Regions from separate parts of the Mus musculus genome. Here region 2 is linked to region 1. The links are chromatin contacts, called in public Micro-C maps. All regions are on one chromosome and are shown on one strand. The core of a region is the stretch at or near the end of the contact, and the rest is flanking DNA. Distances in the headings are between cores, read along the strand shown. Region 1 holds the start of Slc30a1 (solute carrier family 30 (zinc transporter), member 1). Region 2 overlaps Rd3 (retinal degeneration 3).

Region 1 (5,402 bases), core at 2,116-4,615:
ACTCACTCTGTGGTTCATGCAGACCTAGAACTCTCTCCTGCCTCAGCCTCCAGAGTAGTCAGGCCAATACGCCTGAGCTCCTAAACGCTCCTCGTAAGCCTTGCTATATGGGTGCTGCTGCCTTACCTTCCTGCCATGACTGCAGAACTTGGGCCCCATTTTCATTATTCCTGAAAAAAACAAAACAAAATTTTCTCTATTGTTAGCCTCACCAGAGAACCTTCAGTTCCACCAAGGAAGATAAACACTAGACCCTCCCAGCTGTGGCTGGGCAGGTCTCTGCACATGGTTGGACTTCCTGCTCCAGGGGTCCTTACCAGCTTCCCTTGGACCACAGAGACCTTTTGTGCTGTTCCTGAGTTTTAGTGCTGCATGGTTCCTAGTTATTCTTTGTTCTGTTGCTTATTCCTCTAGGGGCAGCTAAACAAATATCAAACCTTGGCACTCCCGGTATTGCTGGAGATTTTGGTTTATAGGTAGAAACTACTCAAGTGTTTTTCAAAAGACACAAGAGCATAAACAAGCCCATTGCCCCGTGTTTTCCCTTGAGATTGAACACTGGACATGACTTACGGTCAGCTGACGTCAAATGCACTCTCATGCTCACATGGTCTGTGGTGTTTTGTTTTTGGGTCTTAGCAGGCAAGGCCCAACTTTATACAATGATTTTTAAAACTTAAAACAAAACAAACAAACAAAAAACCAAAAAGCATTGTGTAAGTCAGAGGACAACTTGAGTCAGCTCTCTCATTCCGCCATGCGGAAAACTCAGGCCACCAGCTCTGTGCAGCACCTTTAGCAGCCGAGCCATCTTCTTGGTCTTACTTTTTTTTTTTTTTTTTTTTAAAGTAGAGTCTATGTGCCCTGGCAGTCCTGAAACTGTGTAGATCAGGCTGACCTCTAACTCACAAGAGATTCTCCTGCCTTTGGGATTAAAAGCAAGCACTACCACACCCAGCTACACTGATTTTTGACAATATCTGTTCAGGTCTGGGGCTTTCACAATCCTCCAAGATTCTACCAGGAGTTCCCCCCAGGAGTGTCAAGTTCAGAGGGTGGAGTGTACAGTACCTAAAAGTAAAGTGTGCTAGATTTAATCAACGTGGATGTGAAAATTATCAGGCAAGTTGAGTTGGCTGGCCATTGTGACTTCTCTACACTTTGGGGCTGTGCTGCCCCACCCTCTACCAGGCGATGAGGGAATAAAGCAGCCTTTTGGGAGACAGCTTGAATGTGAGACAGCCTCCTCAGCTGTGGCTGCTGTCGGAAGCAGAAATGGTTTTTATGGTGAAACATCTTCAAACATCTTCCAGGCTGGTCTGTTTAGTCCCTGTGGGGGCAAGACCCAGTTGGCAAGGGAAACCTGCCTTATTATTTACCTAGTGTTTAAAGCAGTAGTTCTCAACCTGTGAGTCACGACCCCTTCGGGGGTCAAAGGACCCTTTCATGGGGAGATGGGGGTTGCCTAAGACCATTGGAAAACAGATATTTACATTCAGATTCGTAACAGTAGCAAAATCATTGTGAAGTAGCAATGAAAGGGTAGCATTAGGAAGGTTGAGAACCACTGTTTTAAAGGAATCTGTCTCAATAAAGGGCCATTGTAGGAGGCAAAACGGTCCCCAGCTGCCCAGTGACTTAAGGATACTTTAAGTGCCTTCCAAATTTAGACTTCTATATAGGCAGGCTGGGAGAAAGTTTGAAGCTGTGCTTCCCACTTTGTGCGCATGGGGTGACTACTGGAGTTCCAGAGTCCAATCTAAGCCCTGCTATCATGCTTATTCAAATTCAGCATCTCAAAGTGGATTTCACTGTTTTCCCATTTCCCAAGAAATGCCACTTAAGGCAGGATTTCCCTCACCGGCTTCGAAACATACCTGTTAATCCTCCCCTTTAGCTCTCTTGCCGCCCAATACCCAGTCCGTCACCAGGTTCTATTTATTCTCTTACCCGCCTAGCTTTCCAGTCTGGGTGCTGGGATGAGAACAAGGTGTACAAAGTGAGAGGCAATCTTGGAATAGGATTTTCCGCTGAGCGGTGGTGGCGAACACCTTAATCCCAGCACTCAGAAGGCAGAAGCAGCTGTATCTCTGAGTTCAAGGACAGCCTGGTCTAAAGAGGGAGTTCCAGCACAGCCAGGGTTTACTCACAGAAACTGTTCAGAAAAGCCAAAAGGAAATTTTTTTCATGCAAAAGAACACAGTGGGCCATGAATATCTCAATGCAATAGCTGGTACCCAGAGGGTCCTTCGAAAGGCAGGTTTGGCGACTCAACAGAGGCCTCTCTGATGATTATAGCCTCCATTGGGGTGTGGGGGGCTTTACCCACATAGATGTGCACACATCCACTGTTCTCGCTTGGAGGACGAACTCCATAGAGTTTTAGCCAACTCAGCAAGGGTGTTTGGTTCCTCGTGCCTCCCCACCATCTTCTTTTGTATTCTGGTCGCCCCTCCCCCTCCAAACAGCCCACACAAGGGTTCGGAGGTTTAAAAACCTATAAATAGTGTGAAATCACAGAGCCTTGGAATTTTAGCTAGAAGGAAGCAGAAGAGTTCCACTTGCCCAACCCTTCCCTGTATTGATGAAGAAACAGGTGTAGCGAGATTAGGTGACTTGCCCAAGTCACGCAGCAGGCTCCCGCCCCAAGTCAGCACTCCACACTTTAAGAGTGTCAGCGACAAGCTGACTTCACACGGTTGCCCTGGGGAGGGGTGGGGGGTGGCCGTGCGGGTGACCCCTGGATGGAAAGTGTTCCTGAGGCTAAGGTTGTGCTGCTAGCAACCAGTTCCTAACTCAGCTCCTCACTCGGCCGCGGCCGCGCCCCCGCCGCCGTCCGCACAGCCCACACTCCCCGCCCCTCCTGGGCGCCGACCTGTCACCCAGCCGCCCCCACGTGCACCCAGCTCCCAGGATCAAAGTCTGGGGCGGCCGGGCCGGCAAAGGGGAACCGCGGCCCGGAACCCGCACCGCGGGAAGCGGCAACTGCTCACTGCGCCCCAGGGCTCGGCGCCACCGCCCTGCCGCCTGCCCACCGCTGCACGCGGCCCGCGCCCACCCTCCCCCGTACCGCCCGCCGCTGCACCCGGCCGCGGCCCCCGGCCCACGCCCGGCTCCCCAGTGCACAGGCCCCGCCCCCAGCTCCCGCGGCCGCGCCCCGCCCCCTCCCGCCCCTCCGCCGCGCTAGCCAATAGAGGCCGAGGAAGGGCGGGACGCCGGGGCTGTCGTGAGGCAGCTCTGGCCAATGGGGAGGCGAGCCGGGCCTGGGGGGCGGGGCACCGGGGCCTTGTCACGCTCGGGTCCGTGTGAAAACGGGGGTTCCGAGTGCAAAGCAAAGTTTTTTTGTAAACCGTCTGCAAAGGAGGGGGGGCGAAGACGGCGGACGCCTCCGGGCCGAGCGCAGTCGCCGCGGACGCCGTCTCCCGAGCGCTTCGGTCCGATGCTCGGCAGCCCCTCGGCACGCAGTGGCCCGCCGCGCCCTCCGCCTCGCCAGCCCAGCCGAGCGCCGGCGCTTGAGTAGCTGCGCGGCCGGCGGTTTCCCCACAGCGCCGCTCCCGTTCCCGCGTCAGCGCCGAGCCTCAGGCCGCCGCCATGGGCTGCTGGGGCCGCAACCGCGGCCGGCTGCTGTGCATGCTGCTGCTGACCTTCATGTTCATGGTGCTGGAGGTGGTGGTGAGCCGGGTGACCGCGTCGCTCGCCATGCTGTCCGACTCCTTCCACATGCTGTCGGACGTGCTGGCGCTCGTAGTGGCGCTGGTGGCCGAGCGCTTCGCCCGGAGGACTCACGCCACGCAGAAGAACACGTTCGGCTGGATCCGCGCTGAGGTGATGGGCGCACTGGTGAACGCCATCTTCCTCACGGGGCTGTGCTTCGCCATCCTGCTGGAAGCCGTCGAGCGCTTCATCGAGCCGCATGAGATGCAGCAGCCGCTCGTGGTGCTGAGCGTCGGCGTGGCGGGGCTGCTGGTCAACGTGCTGGGGCTCTGTCTGTTCCACCATCACAGCGGCGAGGGCCAGGGCGCGGGCCACGGCCACTCGCACGGCCACGGCCACGGCCACCTCGCCAAGGGCGCGCGCAAGGCGGGCCGCGCGGGGGTCGAGGCGGGCGCGCCGCCGGGCCGGGCGCCGGACCAGGAGGAGACCAACACGCTGGTGGCCAACACCAGCAATTCCAACGGGCTGAAGGCGGACCAGGCAGGTGAGCGCCACAGTGTTCGGGACAGGCGCCCCCTGGCGACCGCGGTGGGTGCCACGCCCCGCGCCCAGGTGCGCGGTGGTTTCGTGCCCACTGAACAAGTTTGATAATGATGTGCTGGGGGTGTGTGGGCCCTGGTTAAAGGCGGCCTTTGTGAACGGGAGTGTGTGTTTCCCTGAACCGACCACCTAATCCGGAAAATCACTGTTTAGGGACCTGCCAAGGCACGTTGCACCCTCACCTCCTCGGGTTGGCATAATGGTGCTCGACCCAGTGGTGATGTATTACTCTCGTGGTTTTAACGAGCGTTTTTCATCTTGAGCACGTGTGCTTGATGGTAATTTGGAAGGTAAGTGTTGAAAAGAAATGAGAAAGAACCTACCACCCTCGATGTTAACATTGTGTGTATCTTCCAGTTTTTCTTGCCACTTGTATCTGGTTAGGTTACTTACGGAGGCAGCTTACCTTCTCCAATGCATAGGAACATGTTTGGAAGTTCAGGTGGTGCGTGGGAAAGGAGAAAGAGAAGCTCCTCAGGTGTGCCCTCTGACGGGAACTTTCAGGTTACTTAGTGATTGTTGACTTCCAACTTTGTTGATAGCTTCAGGTTGTTTTGTTGGTTTGTTTTTGGTTCCTCTAGACGGGTTTCTCAGGATAGCCCTGGCTGTCCTGGAACTCACTCTGTAGGACAGGCCGGCCTCAAACTCACAGATTACCTCCTGCATGTCTCTCTGGGGTCAAGGCCTGCACCCCCAGCAATAGACCCAGGTTGTTGATTTGTCAGTTTGTGAACCCTTCTACAAAGACGCTATGTTTTATGTTCTTGACGATGATTTTACGTTAGAGCTGCTTTTCTCAGTCTGTCTAGTGCCACTGACAGAGACCCTCACATCAGGTTTGTTCCTGTCAGAGGACATCCCTTCAGTGATGCTTACTGATTGCCTAGAGTTTTGTTTCTCTTGTATGTTTCAGAGAGGTGACGCAGTGTTTACACGACCCCATCCCAGCAGTGAGGGCAGGTGAGAGGTGGGAAGGAACAAGGAGCAGTAGCCCAGTGACACAGTGGACTCTCCGCTGTTGGGTACTGGCGGGACCCAGGGCTAGCTCACTGTGGGTTGCTCTCAGCACACTGTCATTGTCACAGCTTTATGAAACAAGTTTAAACTCACTCACTGCCAGACAAGATGTTTCTGTGGACACTTTAAAT
Region 2 (5,402 bases), core at 1,492-3,991, 83 kb after region 1:
TGTCCCACCTTAGCTGTGATGCTAACTAAAGCCTGTGAGGGTCTCAGGTCCTGTAAGACTCAGGGCTAACAGAGGTGTCTGCTGAGGGGCTGGCGTTGGCTGGAGGGGAGGGGGAGCCCCCCCCATCCCCCCCGCTGAGCCGCAGCTGGCGCAGCATCCTAGTTCTGGTGCTTCTTACTTGGTATGAGAACTTTTAAGTTCTAGAAAGTAAAGGGAGCCTTAATGCTTATTAATTCTTAATAATATTAATTTCATTTTTGTTTCATGTTTTAATTTCTCAACCCAAAATTTTGGCGGATACTTTAATATGAATCTCAGATATGTTTCTTCATGCCTGAATACTTCAGTGTGCTCTGCAAAAGAGAACATCCCAGAAGTTGGGGATATCTATCTGTCTGTCTGTCTGTCATCTACCTATCTAGGGTGGCATACATCTTTAGCCCCAGAGTTTGGGAGGCAGAGGCATGAAGATCTCTGAGTTCGAGGTTAGTGTAGTCTACAGCATGAGTTCCAAGATAGCCAGGGCTACGCAAAGAAACCCTGTCTTGAAACACAAACACACAGCTGTTCTGCTAGTAAAAATCTACACAAACTTTCATATTATCTAATACCTAGTCCCTGCTGAAATGACCCAAATTCTTCCCAACATATGACTCCTTGCATTTTGTTTCTGAGAGTGAGGGTCTCATCAAATCTCATACATCCACACATCAATCAGAAAATTATGATTTGTTTATGCTCAATCACATAGTGCTCTATAATTCTACAATGGAAGATTGTTTATGGAGTATCATGTTGATAAACAGTAAATTAATAAATTGTGGCCATTTGATAAAATATTTCAACACAAAAGATTCTCTAATATATATATATGTATATAATGTAATTTTACATAACATTAATTTCTTCTCTGGCTTTAGATTTTTAAATTCTTTCATAAATGAGGAAAGCAGCAAAAAGTGCCAACCATTTGCACCAGTAAAGAATAGCTATTAATAGTACATATTTTTACTAATTTGAAATAATAAAAACCTATTGGCCATTCTGGGTAGGGGGTGCATGCTTGGCTTAATACTTCAGGAGCCTTCTAGTGCACACTTGAATCACACACAAGGAGGAAAAAAGGCTGAGGATAATCAGCCATAACAAAACCACATTCTTTGTAGTTTGTTATCATGCAGGTTTGACCTGCATGCTTACTTTAACCCACAAATAGCTACTGCAGTCATTACATGTCATTAATTTTCCATGGAAAATTGTCTTTTAGGCTAGGACATATTTGAGAGCTGTTTACAAAGTCTTAAGAGGAAGAAATGTTTTGCTTCCAAAACACTGTCTTTCTGGAATGTGTGTGTAGCACACTCCATGAGAGGTCTGAGTTTATCTGCCGTATTGGTACTTCCGGTTCCAAACACTTATACTCTGGAGGTCTGCCATGCCTGTTGTTGCTAGCAAGCTGAGAAAGCATGGAATTCTGGGCTGGTCTGAAAAAAGTGCCTGTTCCATGGGGTTGGTGGTCTGGGTCACTATCCGTCTAAGATGTGAAGAACAATATGGTGTGAATATTTGAATCCACATCTTCAGGGACAGGCTGAGTGGAGACTAGGACTGTGCAAGAAAGACTGTGGAGAACACACCTGACTGGAGAAAGGATTAGGGGTGTGCTGCCCTTGTAGGTGTGGAGGCCGGGTCTGATCTGGATGTTGTTGGGGGCTCGTAGGGATATGGTGATAGGCTCAGAGCTGGCCCATGTATCCCACACTCCCTTACTGCATCTGTTGCCACTTCTGTATCACCTGCTTTGTCTCTGCATTTCTCAGAATTTTATCAGCATGGTGCTATGACTCATATTCACTTACTGCACTTGAGGGCTCACCACTGGAAAACCTACTATTTTAAACAGCGGAGAAGAGATAGGATCACCTCCAAGACCGATAATGAAAATATTTGGGACACCTTAGTCATTTCTTATTTCTTTTCTTTCTTTCTTTCTTTTTTTTTTTTTTTTCGGAGACAGGGTTTCTCTGTGTAGCCCTGGCTGTCCTGGAACTCACTCTGTAGACCAGGCTGGCCTAGAACTCAGAAATCCGCCTGTCTCTGCCTCCCAAGTGCTGGGATTAAAGGCGTGCGCCACCACCTTAGTCATTTCTAATGTAAAAGAATAATAAAAAATGGCTCGCAGACGAGGGAGGGAATGAACAGTGTAACTTTTAAAAAGCTGTCTACCAGAAAGTTGGCAAAACATAAGATGCCACCTTTTAGTAAGCGCCCTTAGGTGGATCCGGTGAGGTGCTGGACCCCTGGGAAAAGTTAAAATTGTTACCTACAAATACATCCTTGCCTACAAAACTAAGAGTCTTCCAGTCAAACCACCAGGACACAGAGGTCGAATAAAGAAATCAGGACGACCAGTCGACAAACCTCCACACTCTGGCATAAAAATTGCCAGAGCCAAACCTAAAAAGAAATACACCGAAACCTGAAGAAAAATCACTTCCCTTTAAGAGTAAAGGAAGACGGAAGTGGGCGTGCAACCTGGGGAATTAACCTGCGAAAACACGTAGTCTCAAGTCTGGGGAACCTTCGCCATCCTGTCACAGTCGATTACAAACTCTAGTCCTAAGGCCTGGCTGCTCACCACGCGTGGAAAGGCTCGGAGGGGCCAGCAGCCGAGAGCGCCCAAACAGAACGCCCTAACCGGAAGTGGCCTCAACACCCCCCCACCACCACGATAGGCAGAAGAGCCCTTGGCCCCGCCCTTCGCTTGTTCTCTCCTGCGATGGAAGCCCGGAAGTCCCGCCCAGCCTGGTTCTGTCTGTCAAGCTGCGGGTTGTGGGTGGTGGGCGGGTTTCTGGTCCGCAGCAGAGCAGGGTGGGCAGTAAGAGACACCGTGCGCTTGGTATAGACAGCAAGCTGAAAGTCACATCTTTTGAACACTTAAAGCTATCTATACCTTGTACTGGAAACAAAATGCACATTCACATAATATTTTGTATTCAATGTTGGGAGAGTTGAGGCTCTCCATTCCCAGAGTTACAAGTTCAAAAAATTCCCTGACTTTGGAAAATAAAAGGAACTATAACTAAAAAGAATTAAGCCAGAACTTCAAGGCTTTTATCTTGCAGACAGTGTAGAATTATTGAAGGGGGGGGGGGGAGTTTGCAGTGAATGTCTGTGGAAAACAGCAGTGGTCAAATCATTTTGAAAACATGGAGTGTTTTGACAGCAGAACAGCATTCTGAAACATTCTCGGATGTTCACCTCCTAGACAATTTTTTTCAGAAGATTTATTTTTATTTTTTGTGTATGGGTGCTTTGCCTTCATGAATGTAGCAGTGGCCAGGGCTCAACCACTGATCTGTCTTTCCAACTCCCAAAATATACTACGCCCTCTCCAATATTTCTTTATATTCTCTTCCGTAAACTTTTTTGCTATTACATTTAAATTTTCTTTTTACCTTTGTTGAAAACTAAGACATAAACATACATATTGGCCTGGCCCTCTTCCCTGGAGACTGTCACCTGCTGCTCTGTGTTAGAATTATAATCACCATGGGCACCTCCACATACTGAAGTGGGTTCAGGGGTGATGATACACACAGGGCTCTCCTCGGGGGTTCCTGCCTCTCGCACATGAGCAATCGCTTGTGCTGAGATGTGCTGGAGTGAGATGGAAAAGAGCCTAGGGGTGTGGGTGTTTCCACTGCTATGTGCACGCCCGTCAGGACTGATCACAGGTGCAGAGCTGTAGTCCGGGTTCCTCTGCCTCTCTGTGGCGGGTCACATGTCAAGTAGATGCATCTATCAAGTGCAGCAGTGAGAAGAAAGGCACTATCAAAATAAGGGGCACAGTGACCCAGACAGAGTCACCCTCACTTGTCATTGTGTTCTCAGATAACCCTCCAAGAGCCTCCTGAGCAACAAGCACTTAGCTTCATCTCATTTGGAGGAACACTCAGGTAGCCCCACTCCTGACTCATCTCCCGGTGGACACTGTCTTAGGGTTTCCATTGCTGCGATGAAACACCATGACCAAAATGCAAGTTGGGAGAAGAGGTTTTATTCGGGTTACACTTCCATATTATTGTTCAACGTTGAAGAGAGTCAGAACAGGAACTCAAACAGGGCAGAAACCTGGAGACAGGAGCTGGTGCAGACGCCATGGAGGGGTGTTGCTTACTGTCTTGCTCCCCATGGCTTGCTCAACCTGCTTTCTTATAGAACCCAGGACCACCAGCCTAGGGATGGCACCACTCACAATGGTTGGGCCCTCCCCCATCAATCGCTAATTAAGAAAAACGTGCCTGATCTTATGGAGGCTTTTTCTCACTTGAGGCCCCATCCTTTCAGATAATTCTAGCTTGTGTCAAGTTGACATAAAAGTAGCCAGCGTAGTAAGTGAAATAAACCGTGTTGCCCACCTGCTATGTGTCAGTCATAACTTGTGAGATATAAACTGAAATCAGACACGGACCCTCGCTTAGAACTAGCAATCTTAGCAGTGGTACAGGTACATCAGACTCCTTCCTCTGCCTCTGCTCTGGGAAAACTCTAGGTTGAGATCCACATTCTCACCCTAGAGAATCCACATTCTCATCACATTCTCACTGCATTTGTAAAGTGCTTACTGTGTGTCTGGAAGAGACTTGGGTTTACACCCAAGTTCCTGCACCAAAGGCTCTCACACATGGAGGCAGGAGAAGGGGTGAGGGGGGAGCTGGCTGAGTCCCTGGGTGAGGAGCACAGTGGATGCTTTGTCCTTCTGAGTGGGCACAGTGCATAGAGGGGTGCAGCAGGAGGAGGAGCCCTAGCCCGGCCAGAAGCATGGGCCTGTCAGTTCCTGAGAGGACCCTGAGGTGCTGTGACCTATAAGGCCCAGTCAGAAGTTCTTATGGGCACATCTCCATGACAACAGGCAACTCTGTCCTTGGCAGTGTCACAGCTGGCTGAATCTCCCTACCTCCCCTCACAGCTTTGCTGGGAGGCTCTGTTTTCTTTCTGCATGTGACAGCTTTTGCCCTGTGTTCTGAAGCCTGGGTGCCTGGTGGGGATCTAGCAGGGGTGCCTGGCCCGAGCAGGACCAGAAGCTCAGGAGAGGAAGAGCTTGTGCCCAGAATGTCCTCTTCCTTCCGGTCGGTCTTGTCCAGATCCCATCTCCTCTCCACCTCCCCAGTCAAATTCCAGCCAGGACAGGAAGTGCGTGTTTTGGGACTGCTGTGTTTGTTTCAGCGGAGAAACCATGGCTGGACTTGAGCAGGACAACAGGACAGAACATGATAGAAAACTCAGCCTCTGTGGGCTTGTGAACACTTTCCTCAGGAATATAAACGGTTGTTAACATTTGTTAATATTTAGAAGCCTTTAAAAAATTGTTAGTTTTCGGCGCGGGACTGAGCGCCCTC

Evidence for each region. Hi-C and Micro-C count contacts between places; a contact is called where the count stands out from the background.
Region 2: a Micro-C map of embryonic stem cells shows a contact between it and region 1, with 6 times the contacts expected there. The contact joins the enhancer-like site here to the promoter of Slc30a1 in region 1. A contact is called at or near these places in 10 of 484 Hi-C or Micro-C datasets (CD4 T cells, the HL-1 cell line, double positive thymocytes and 5 more), 3 of 115 datasets of contacts at active chromatin or transcription factors (embryonic stem cells, memory CD8 T cells and microglia) and 3 of 9 other capture datasets (adipose tissue, liver and pancreatic islet).

The regions. Positions count from the first base shown.
Region 1 is chr1:191,903,416-191,908,817 of GRCm38.p6, forward strand. Slc30a1 (solute carrier family 30 (zinc transporter), member 1) reads left to right here and starts at 3,366. Exons shown (of 2, transcript NM_009579.3): 1 at 3,366-4,198. The coding sequence starts at 3,592. 1700034H15Rik (RIKEN cDNA 1700034H15 gene) reads right to left here and starts at 4,112. Exons shown (of 5, transcript NR_030669.1): 1 at 3,645-4,112; 2 at 127-170.
Region 2 is chr1:191,987,445-191,992,846 of GRCm38.p6, forward strand. It overlaps Rd3 (retinal degeneration 3), which reads left to right. Exons shown (of 3, transcript NM_023727.4): 3 at 1-838. It also overlaps the pseudogene Gm32460. Among named protein-coding and RNA genes, the nearest start is that of Mir3473c, 8.5 kb to the right of the region's middle. Within about 2 kb of position 2,742, at least 407 of the 459 cell types and tissues checked have an H3K27ac peak or open chromatin away from gene starts, as enhancers often do. A contact at or near this core is called in the HL-1 cell line, adipose tissue, double positive thymocytes and 8 more, where this site is marked.